2 separate regions of the Triticum aestivum genome follow, and region 1 is linked to region 2. Evidence: chromatin contacts called from public Hi-C data. All regions are on one chromosome and are shown on one strand. Each heading gives the region's core, a stretch centred on a gene start, on an enhancer-like site or on the middle of the called end of the contact. The rest is flanking DNA. Distances are from core to core; before and after follow the strand shown.

What was found. A called contact is a pair of places that touch in the nucleus more often than the background predicts.
Region 1: a Hi-C map of leaf shows a contact between it and region 2, with 5 times the contacts expected there. The contact joins the promoter of LOC123180128 here to the promoter of LOC123180126 in region 2. A contact is called at or near these places in 2 of 5 Hi-C or Micro-C datasets (both in leaf).

Annotation. Positions count from the first base shown.
Region 1 is chr1D:37,392,917-37,397,077 of IWGSC CS RefSeq v2.1, forward strand. It overlaps LOC123180128 (annexin A7), which reads left to right and starts at 1,466. Exons shown (of 3, transcript XM_044592090.1): 1 at 1,466-1,716; 2 at 2,710-3,142; 3 at 3,443-3,995. The coding sequence starts at 2,728. The coding sequence ends at 3,735. It overlaps LOC123180129 (glycine-rich cell wall structural protein), which reads left to right. Exons shown (of 3, transcript XM_044592092.1): 3 at 1-295. The coding sequence ends at 73.
Region 2 is chr1D:37,087,101-37,091,380 of IWGSC CS RefSeq v2.1, forward strand. LOC123180126 (co-chaperone protein p23-1) reads left to right here and starts at 2,899. Exons shown (of 6, transcript XM_044592088.1): 1 at 2,899-3,140. The coding sequence starts at 3,136. TRNAL-UAG (transfer RNA leucine (anticodon UAG)) reads left to right here and starts at 4,217; the gene lies at 4,217-4,280.

The DNA.
Region 1 (4,161 bases), core at 216-2,715, 300 kb after region 2:
CCATGGCCATGGATATCACCACCACCACCACCACGGCAAGCACGGTTACGGCAAGTTCAAGAAGTGCAAGTGATGTGCGTCTGCGCATGGTGATTGCGCCTCATCAACTATCTTAAGTAAGCTTGGTTCCAGAAATACCCCCGCGGCTGGGAAGAGCGGTAGCATGTCTCCTGTGAGACTGCGATGATGCAATGCACCTGTGCTGTTACGATATACCATATAATTTGGTGCGGTATAGCTAATAAGGTTTGATAATAAGTAGCGGAATCAGATGCCAGTCATTTGCTGCAGTTCAGACGTTCTATTTCGTCCGTACACAGATGTGCTAGCTAGATATCATGCTCGATCAGATCAGTGCTCAGTGCATGCCCCTAGTACACACGTCATGTGAAGGACGGCGCCTGGGTGCGACCGTGGTGATCATCCTGCGCAGTTGCACGGCGCAAGGCCGGCGTTCATCATGTAGTGGCAGGCTGGCAGCCGCTGGGGAGGCGAGCTCCGGCGAGCAGCTACCCCCTCCCTCCCTACCGTGCCACTAATAAGTAGCGGAATCATATACCACATATCAGTCATTTGCTGCAGTTCAGATGTTCTCTTTCGTCTAGCTACTGGCTAGCTAGATATCATGCTCGATCAGATGAGTGGTCAGTTCATACCGCTAGTACGCACGTCATGTGAAGGCCGGCGCCTGGGTGCGACCGTGGTGATCATCCTGGGCAGCCACGGCGAGAGGCCAGCGTTCATCATGTAGCAGTGGCAGGCTGGCAGGCGCCGGGGAGGAGAGCTCCGACGAGCGGCGACTCCCTCCCTCCGTGCCGCGCCGTTCCTGGCCGTCGTGGAGGCAGCAAAAGAAACCAGAGCACAGCGTCGCACGCTCAAACGAGGCTCGTTTGTGTAGGCAAACACACAGGCTCAAGCGAGAGCAAAGAGAGTGTTTTTCTTTTTTGAGGGAAATCATGGTCTCTTTATTGCATGATAATATATGGTACAATTGTAGTGTCATTCCGCTGCAGCAGCCAGTTATATCGACCATGAGCTAATTAATGATACAACGCTTTTTATAAAATTGTGAGCCTCCATATTGGACATTCTGCATTCATGGATAATCCGGACCAATGCTTTTTTTGGGGGAGCAAAGAGAGTGTTTGGGATAAAGACTGGCCCAATGCTTTTGGACTCCTAATCTGCTAATTTGCCCGTCGCGTCTGCCTGGGCTGGTGGACCGAATCCAGGCCCAGCCGGAGAAGCGCCCACACGCGCCACGTGCCGGCTGGTCGTCGTTTCAACGCGCAAATATCCCCTGAGCAAAGCAACGTGGGGTTCCTTCGCCGCGTTGCTTTCTTGCTCGCCCCCACGACGGACGACGCGCTTCGGCCGCGCCTGCCTCGAGCCGCGGGAGCCCAGGGCCCCCACCTGTCATCCACGCGGCGTACCAATGTCAAATCCTATCCATCCACCCACGAATAATAACTCCAGGCCGCGGGACCCGCCCGGGATTCGGTGCGCGGGCGAGGAGGAAGGTGCCAACGCCTGCGATGCGAGCCGGAAGGAAGCGCGTACACGAGCCCACCGCCCCTGTATAAAATCCCCCAGCACACACAGCCACAGCAACCCAATATACACGGAGAAGAGATCGTCATCATCCGCCAAACCAGATCGGCTCGGCTGCTTCCTCTTCTTCAACTTCGCAGAATCGCTGGTCTTCTCGTCCTCTAGGTATGCGCGCCTCCTTATCCATTCCATGCTCCTACAGTCCTGCGAATCCGCGGCCCCTCTTGGCTCCGAGTAGTAGATCGTGGTAAATTTTACTGGAGGGGATTTTTTTTTTTGCTCTGTTCGACCAACTGGGTGGGGATTTTTTCCTTTTCGAGGTCGGCCCTGGGAAAGGGGGATCGGTCACGGATTTGGCTCCGCTGGATCTGAGTGGCTGGTTGCCGTGAGAAAACCCAGTTCGTCGTTGTGGAAAGGGCGCCCAAATTAGCCGTTAATGTGTGCGAAGTCATGCCCGAGGACTTTCGTCAGTTGGATCGACGCGGCTCTTAATCGATCGATCGATCATGCCATTAGTTTGGCAGGGTTGTTGTGGAATTCGTAGTCAGGATGCGTAAGCTAAATCTAGCGCTACTTGCACTGGGTTTGGGTAAAAAAACTCGCAGAGTCTCTCCGATTGGTTAATAATCATGTATGTATGCCCTTCCTTCATGTTTGATTAGCACATGCATGTTTCAACCGTCTTGTATGAATAGGTTGCCGCTTGTTAGGCACGATGGACATGGTTTGGTCAAGTGGAAATTGAAATGGGAATTGAGTAGGCAGTTAGGCACGATGGCTGGTTGTTGCTGCCCTGTTTATTTTAGTCAGAGGACCATGTCTGATTGCTTGCACGCAGCACTCACTCAAGAATATGGTTCTTTTACCAAGTCAAATGTTCTGTTGTGAGGACGGCTAGTTCTGCTCTAGCTGGCATAAACACATCAATGTGGTGCTACCAGCTCTCGAACCGACAAGAAAATTTGTTAACTGTACATACATAACATGTCCTGGTGGCAATTCATATGCTTGTATGCAAAGATTCCTTGATCGTGAAATTCGACTAGAAAAGGAATGTGTGGCGCTGCTGCTGTTGTAATGCCAACTTGTATGCTTGTAGACAGCAAGATTTCTCTATCGTGTACTAACATTTGCCTACCTGATCAACAATTTGTACAGTTAAGTCCCTCGACAGCAATGGGAGGAGGCAACGACGGTCATGGGTACCCACCCGGTGGCCAGGGGGGATACCCTCCGCAAGGGTACCCGCCGCAGCAGGGAGGTTACCCTCCACAGCAAGGATACCCGCCTGCACCTGGAGCTTACCCACCTGCACCTGGGGCATACCCTCCTGCACCTGGGGCATACCCTCCTGCGCCCGGAGCGGGTGGCAGTGACGGGGAGAAGGGGCTCCTCTCCAACATCATGCACGGTGTTGCCGGTGCTCATGGTGGTGGCCATGGCTACCCATCTGGTGGCCACGGGTACCCCCCGCAGCAGCATGGATACCCTCAGCAAGGCTACCCTCCTCAGCATGGCTACCCACCGCAACAGCATGGCTACCCTCCACAGCAGCATGGCTATCCCCCTGCTGGCTACCCTGGCTCATCTGGTATATACCACTCCCTTGTTTTTCAGTCATTGATATTGATAAGGATCTGTGCAAAGCCATCATAGCACCCTCTCTGTTAGGAACATTTACATTTCCACGATTTCTATGCATTTATATGTGTAGTATGTGCTGGATTGATATGCATTTAGATGTGTAGTATGCGCTGCATCTTCAACAGCCTGCAATTTCAGTCTAGTATATGAGTGGTGGTTTATCTTGATGTTAAAGAGTCCCAAGTTCTGTTGTATCAAACTTGTGTCATTCTTCAGCATCCGTCCTCATCGGCTATTGTTTTTTCAGGTCACAGTGGTAGCCATGGAGGAGGAGGCATGGGCATGGGCGGCATGCTAGCTGGAGGCGCAGCAGCTGCTGCCGCCGCTTACGGAGCACACAAGATTTCTCACGGCGGCCACGGTGGAGGTGGACACATGATGGGAGGCATGATGGGCGGCCATGGAGGCTATGGCGGCGGGTACGGCCACCACGGCGGCAAGTTCAAGCACGGGAAGCACGGCCACGGCAAGTTCAAGCACGGCAAGCATGGGAAGCACGGCATGTTCGGCGGCGGCGGAAAGTTCAAGAAGTGGAAGTAATGCGCTAGCTAGTAGCTTCACCATGGCTGATGAATCAAAAAAATACCTAAACTCTTCGTGTAGGCTTCCAGAACTTGGTTTGGTCAGGGAAAGCCTTTGAGATGTATCTAAGCAGGGTGTGGTGTGGTTGCTGCCCGGATCTCGTGGAGCTTCCATCCTTTCCTCTATATGATTTGGCACTCTAGTCTGCGTCTGTGACAAGATATGACTTGCTAATAAGTACCTGAATTCTGTCTGGTGCTATGCTTTACCGCTGTTCATATGTCGTTGCTCTTTCTGCGGCATCTTATTCTGAATTGGTGTCGTGTTTGCTTTGCTGTGATTTCAACTGTTCGATGCTCCTCCAAAAGGGCGGGCAAGCAACATTTTGTAAAATGCTGCTCCATATAGCAATAGTAATGCACCTAATCAACTTTGTAGAGCATC
Region 2 (4,280 bases), core at 1,649-4,148:
CCAGTTCTTGCAGAATATGTAAAGTTTTCCCAATTTTGCACTTGTGTTGTCTTGTCCATGGCTCTCTGCAGTACCAGCAAGCTCTGGCCTCCTTTGGAAAAGGGACAGTAGACTTTTCTGGAGAAGGTACTTGCACTTGTAATGGGGCTGATTGATTTCTATAAGAAGAAGAATAGTTTCTTGATTTGTAAGCTGGGAAAGCCTGAACTTTCCTAGCAGTTGCAGCTTTCTCATAGACTTTTGCATACCAATAAGCTTCTATAATCCCAGTCGGTTTTTGTCCACAGACCTCATGTTTGAAGTCACTCCTTAAACCCCCAATGAAACAGCTCAACAAAAAAATTTCTTGGAGACAAGGATGATCTCTTTTGACTAGAGCTACACATTGCTCAAAGTTGTCAATGTACTGAGTGACAGTGTTGGTTTGCTGAATATTCTTCAGTAACTCCACTGCTTCATGAACACTTGCTTCTGAGAACCTGTCAGCTATCATCTGGCAGAACTGTTGCCAAGTAACCATTTGCCATGGAACACAAATATTTTTCAGCCAGTTCGAAGCTCTGCCTTGTAGATGACCAGTAGCCAAATTAACCCATTGCTCATATGGAGTGTCAGATATGTCAAAGAATTTTTCACAGGCTATGAGCCATCCATTAGGATCCTCTCCATTAAAAAGAGGAATTTCCAACCTTGGTCCTTTGAGAACTGCTTCTGCAAAATATGATGGACCTCCTAATTGAGTAGAATGTTGATTTCTCTGCAGATCATATAGATTTCCTACTGCTTGATACACAGGAGAGACCCCTTAAGCTGTTGTTGTTGTATTGATGTACTGGCCTGTGATGGGATTGTATGTGTGAGGCAGAGAGAAAAGTGGAGCACTAACAGGAGCAAAGTACCCACTGTTGCCTGAAAATCTCAGAGTATGAGCCTGTACTGTTGCACTGACACTTGTAGGAGCTCCTCTGAACTGCCCACTAATTGGATCCTCTTGTTGTGAAACAGTACTAATTCTTGTGCTTTCAGTTACTAACTGTGATACTGGCAATCCAGTTGAGAGACCAGCTGTGTTTGTGACCGGCAAATTCTCTTGTCTTCTGAACTCCTGCTCTAAATTTCTCATCACTGGATCTGCTTCATTCTGCACATTGTTCTACTTTGAAACTGGTACATGACCACCACCAGCTGTCTGACTTTCCTTGACTTTAAGATCTGAAGAGACTGGCTCTGCTTTCTGAGTTGATATGTTCATCTTCTCCAAAATCAACTGTAAGGTTTGCTGAATTCCTTCGTTCATTTCAGAGAGCTTGGCCTCTACTTTCGGCATAGTGACCATCTCTGACTGGAGTTTTGACACCTCTTGTTTGAGCTCTTGTAAACCTTCTACCTCTGCTCTCAAATCTGCTACCTCTTTCTCCACTCGATCCACTGTGATCTGGACCTTGGCTCTTGTGTCCGCCATCTGAGACCGATCCCGCTAGCCTCGCTCAACGGAATCTTCCTCTTGACGCACGGATCCCGTCAGGCGCCGGACTTTTACCATCGAGAGAAGATCTCTCAGCAACCGGATCGGACTCAGAGATCTGCGCCCGAATTTCACCGCCGCCGTGTCGCCGCCACCGGACGCCGCCACCGCAAACTGGGAGGGACGAGAGGGATTTTACGAGAGAACCCAACCTCCTGCTCTCCACAGCCTGATTCGCCGCCGTCAACTCGTCGTTGAGGACTGCAACCTGGCTTTGATACCTTTGTGAGGACCAAATTACCAGAACAAGGCGATCCTCTCAATCTCTTGCATTATCAGTGAAAAAACAGTAGAAATTTAGGGATACAACTTGGGGAATTACGCGAGATCAGAGACCCCGACTTGGTTCGCTAGCTAGGGTTCTACCAACTACAGCATATGCTAAGAATCTTCTTGACCATCTCCTCCCCTTAGCGTGCCTTATAAGCTAACAGGACAGCTCACAGCTCACAACTAACGGCACTGTTACAGATCACAACGGTGTCGACAAAAGTAACAGTTACAGGAAATGGTGAGGATGGAATCCGAGCCGTTGATATCTCTAGCGCTCATCTTGACCGTCGCTTCTCTGAATCTTCGGTGGCTGCATCTCTTCGTCAGTAAACTCTCGGCTTGGGTCCTGACAGTGGAAATGAACGTCCCGGATGGATTTCAATTCAAAACTAATCAGTTTCATCTCTACTGTATACTTAGAAGTACTATTAAAAAGGAGTCCGCGGTTGTGATGGTCGTAATGGTTTCATCACCCCTCCCGTCCCACCTTGCTTTTCTTCATCGAAACGGTTGTGCACATGAAAGAGTGTGCATGATGGCCCTATCTAGTGGTGAGTGGACTGTCTATTGCCATTCATGGATAGCTTGATTGGTTTGTCGTCCAGAATTCGTGGGCACAATCAGTGGCGGAGCTTGGGCTGAATTTGTGGAGGGGCCAATGGGCTGGAGGGGCAAGAAACATGACTTTAGGCTGATTTTATATGGGCTGAATACTAGGGGATATATGCTAGCTTTCTCATGGACTGGGGGGCGATGGCCCACTAAGCTCCGCCACTGGGCAAAATGTCATCCCTGGTGTTATAGGAAGGAGTAATAATCAGGAAATATAGTGTATAATATGGTTACTGTCTCACGTAAATATGAAAAAGAAACGACCTACCATTGTTTTTTTAAAGAAAGCTTAACAGATCATAGATAGAAATAGAGAGATCAACTCTCCACAATTAACAAATCAGAGATAGATACCACGTGACATATGTGATAAGCAATTCAAATAAAAAAAAATTCAGAGTAGATGATGTCAAAAAGGAAAACAAGAAAATCTCAAAAAGAAAAAAGAAAAATCAGAGCCGAAGGACATCGAACGATCTAGAGCCTTACCGAAGCAGCTAAGCCAGGCCCTATTTACGGATTTGCCCTCATTGACTTCCCTCCTATCCTCTTCCACTCCGCCGCAACCCCTTCCTTCCTCAACACCCGCAACATCCTTGCTCGTCGTTTCCTCCGCCTCTCTCTCCTCTCCTCACGCGCTCTCCCCTCCCCTCTGAAGCCGCGACTCTTCTGAACCCTAAACCGTAGATCCCCGCGCAGCAGGAGCGAGATTTACTCCCGCAAGCATGAGGTGATAGCCGCTCGCGATCCTTCTCTGGGCGTTCTCTTGTTCTAATTGATTGACGAGATTCATGTGCGGTCGCGTGGTGGTAGGTCGCCATGCCGCCGGCTGACCGGGCTGGGCTGGGATTGATTGACGGGGCGCTGCTATTTTAGTTTGGTTATTACAGTAGGATTCTGCATATGGTCTTCTTGTCTGTCTGTCTGTCATATACAGTAGTACTAGTTTGTTTAGTCAGTTAGATTAGATTGGATCATGGGTCTGGAAGTTGGGACCTGGGAGTCTGGACATTGCGCCTTGTAAGTTGCTGTATTTCTTGGTTAGGCGGCACAAGCGTGCGTGTCCTAGTTTTTTTGTTCAAAGGGCCGCCCTGTTTTGGCGTTCCAGAGCATGATTGGTTGATTACCATTTGTTTGGCCAACCTCACAAACTATTGGGTGGAATCAAGTGACAAGGTTTTGTTTGGATGTTGCACCTTGTGTGTGCCCCAATTCTTTGCTTGTTTGTTTGTGTGTGATCTTTAGAGATCACTTTTTTGGTGTGATCTCTAGAGACATCAACAATTCTTTGCTAGTTTTGTTGCTTCAGACTCGAGGTTTTGTGTGTGATCTCTGGATAACATATTTTGGTTGTTTGTGTGTGATCTCTAGAGAACATGATAGAAGCAAACGGTCTCTTGGAGTACATAAGAAGCGCAAGTTGCGGTGAATCTGAAACAGCCTAAATCAGATGACTTGCGTTGCTATAGTGATGTCTCACATCGCATTGTATTGTTTCTAATTGGTTATCAATTATTTGGAGGTCTCTCATTGTCCATCAATCCTATCTGTTCTCGCACCAAGAAATTGGTTATCAATTACTCCCTCCGTCCCAAAAAGTTTGTCACTCAAATGGATGTATCGGGAGTACTACACATACATGATCACTAGTTTGAGAAGTTGCCTGTTAGCATATGGATCAAGGATAGGACAAAATATGTATATACTGGAACCAAGACTATTTTCTCTCTCGGATAAGCTGTATATGCAACACTGTGAGTTGTGATTACCATGACTATATGGCTAATACAGATAATTAAGGATCAAGACAGTTTGGCCGAGTGGTCTAAGGCGCCAGATTTAGGCTCTGGTCCAAAAGGGCGTGGGTTCA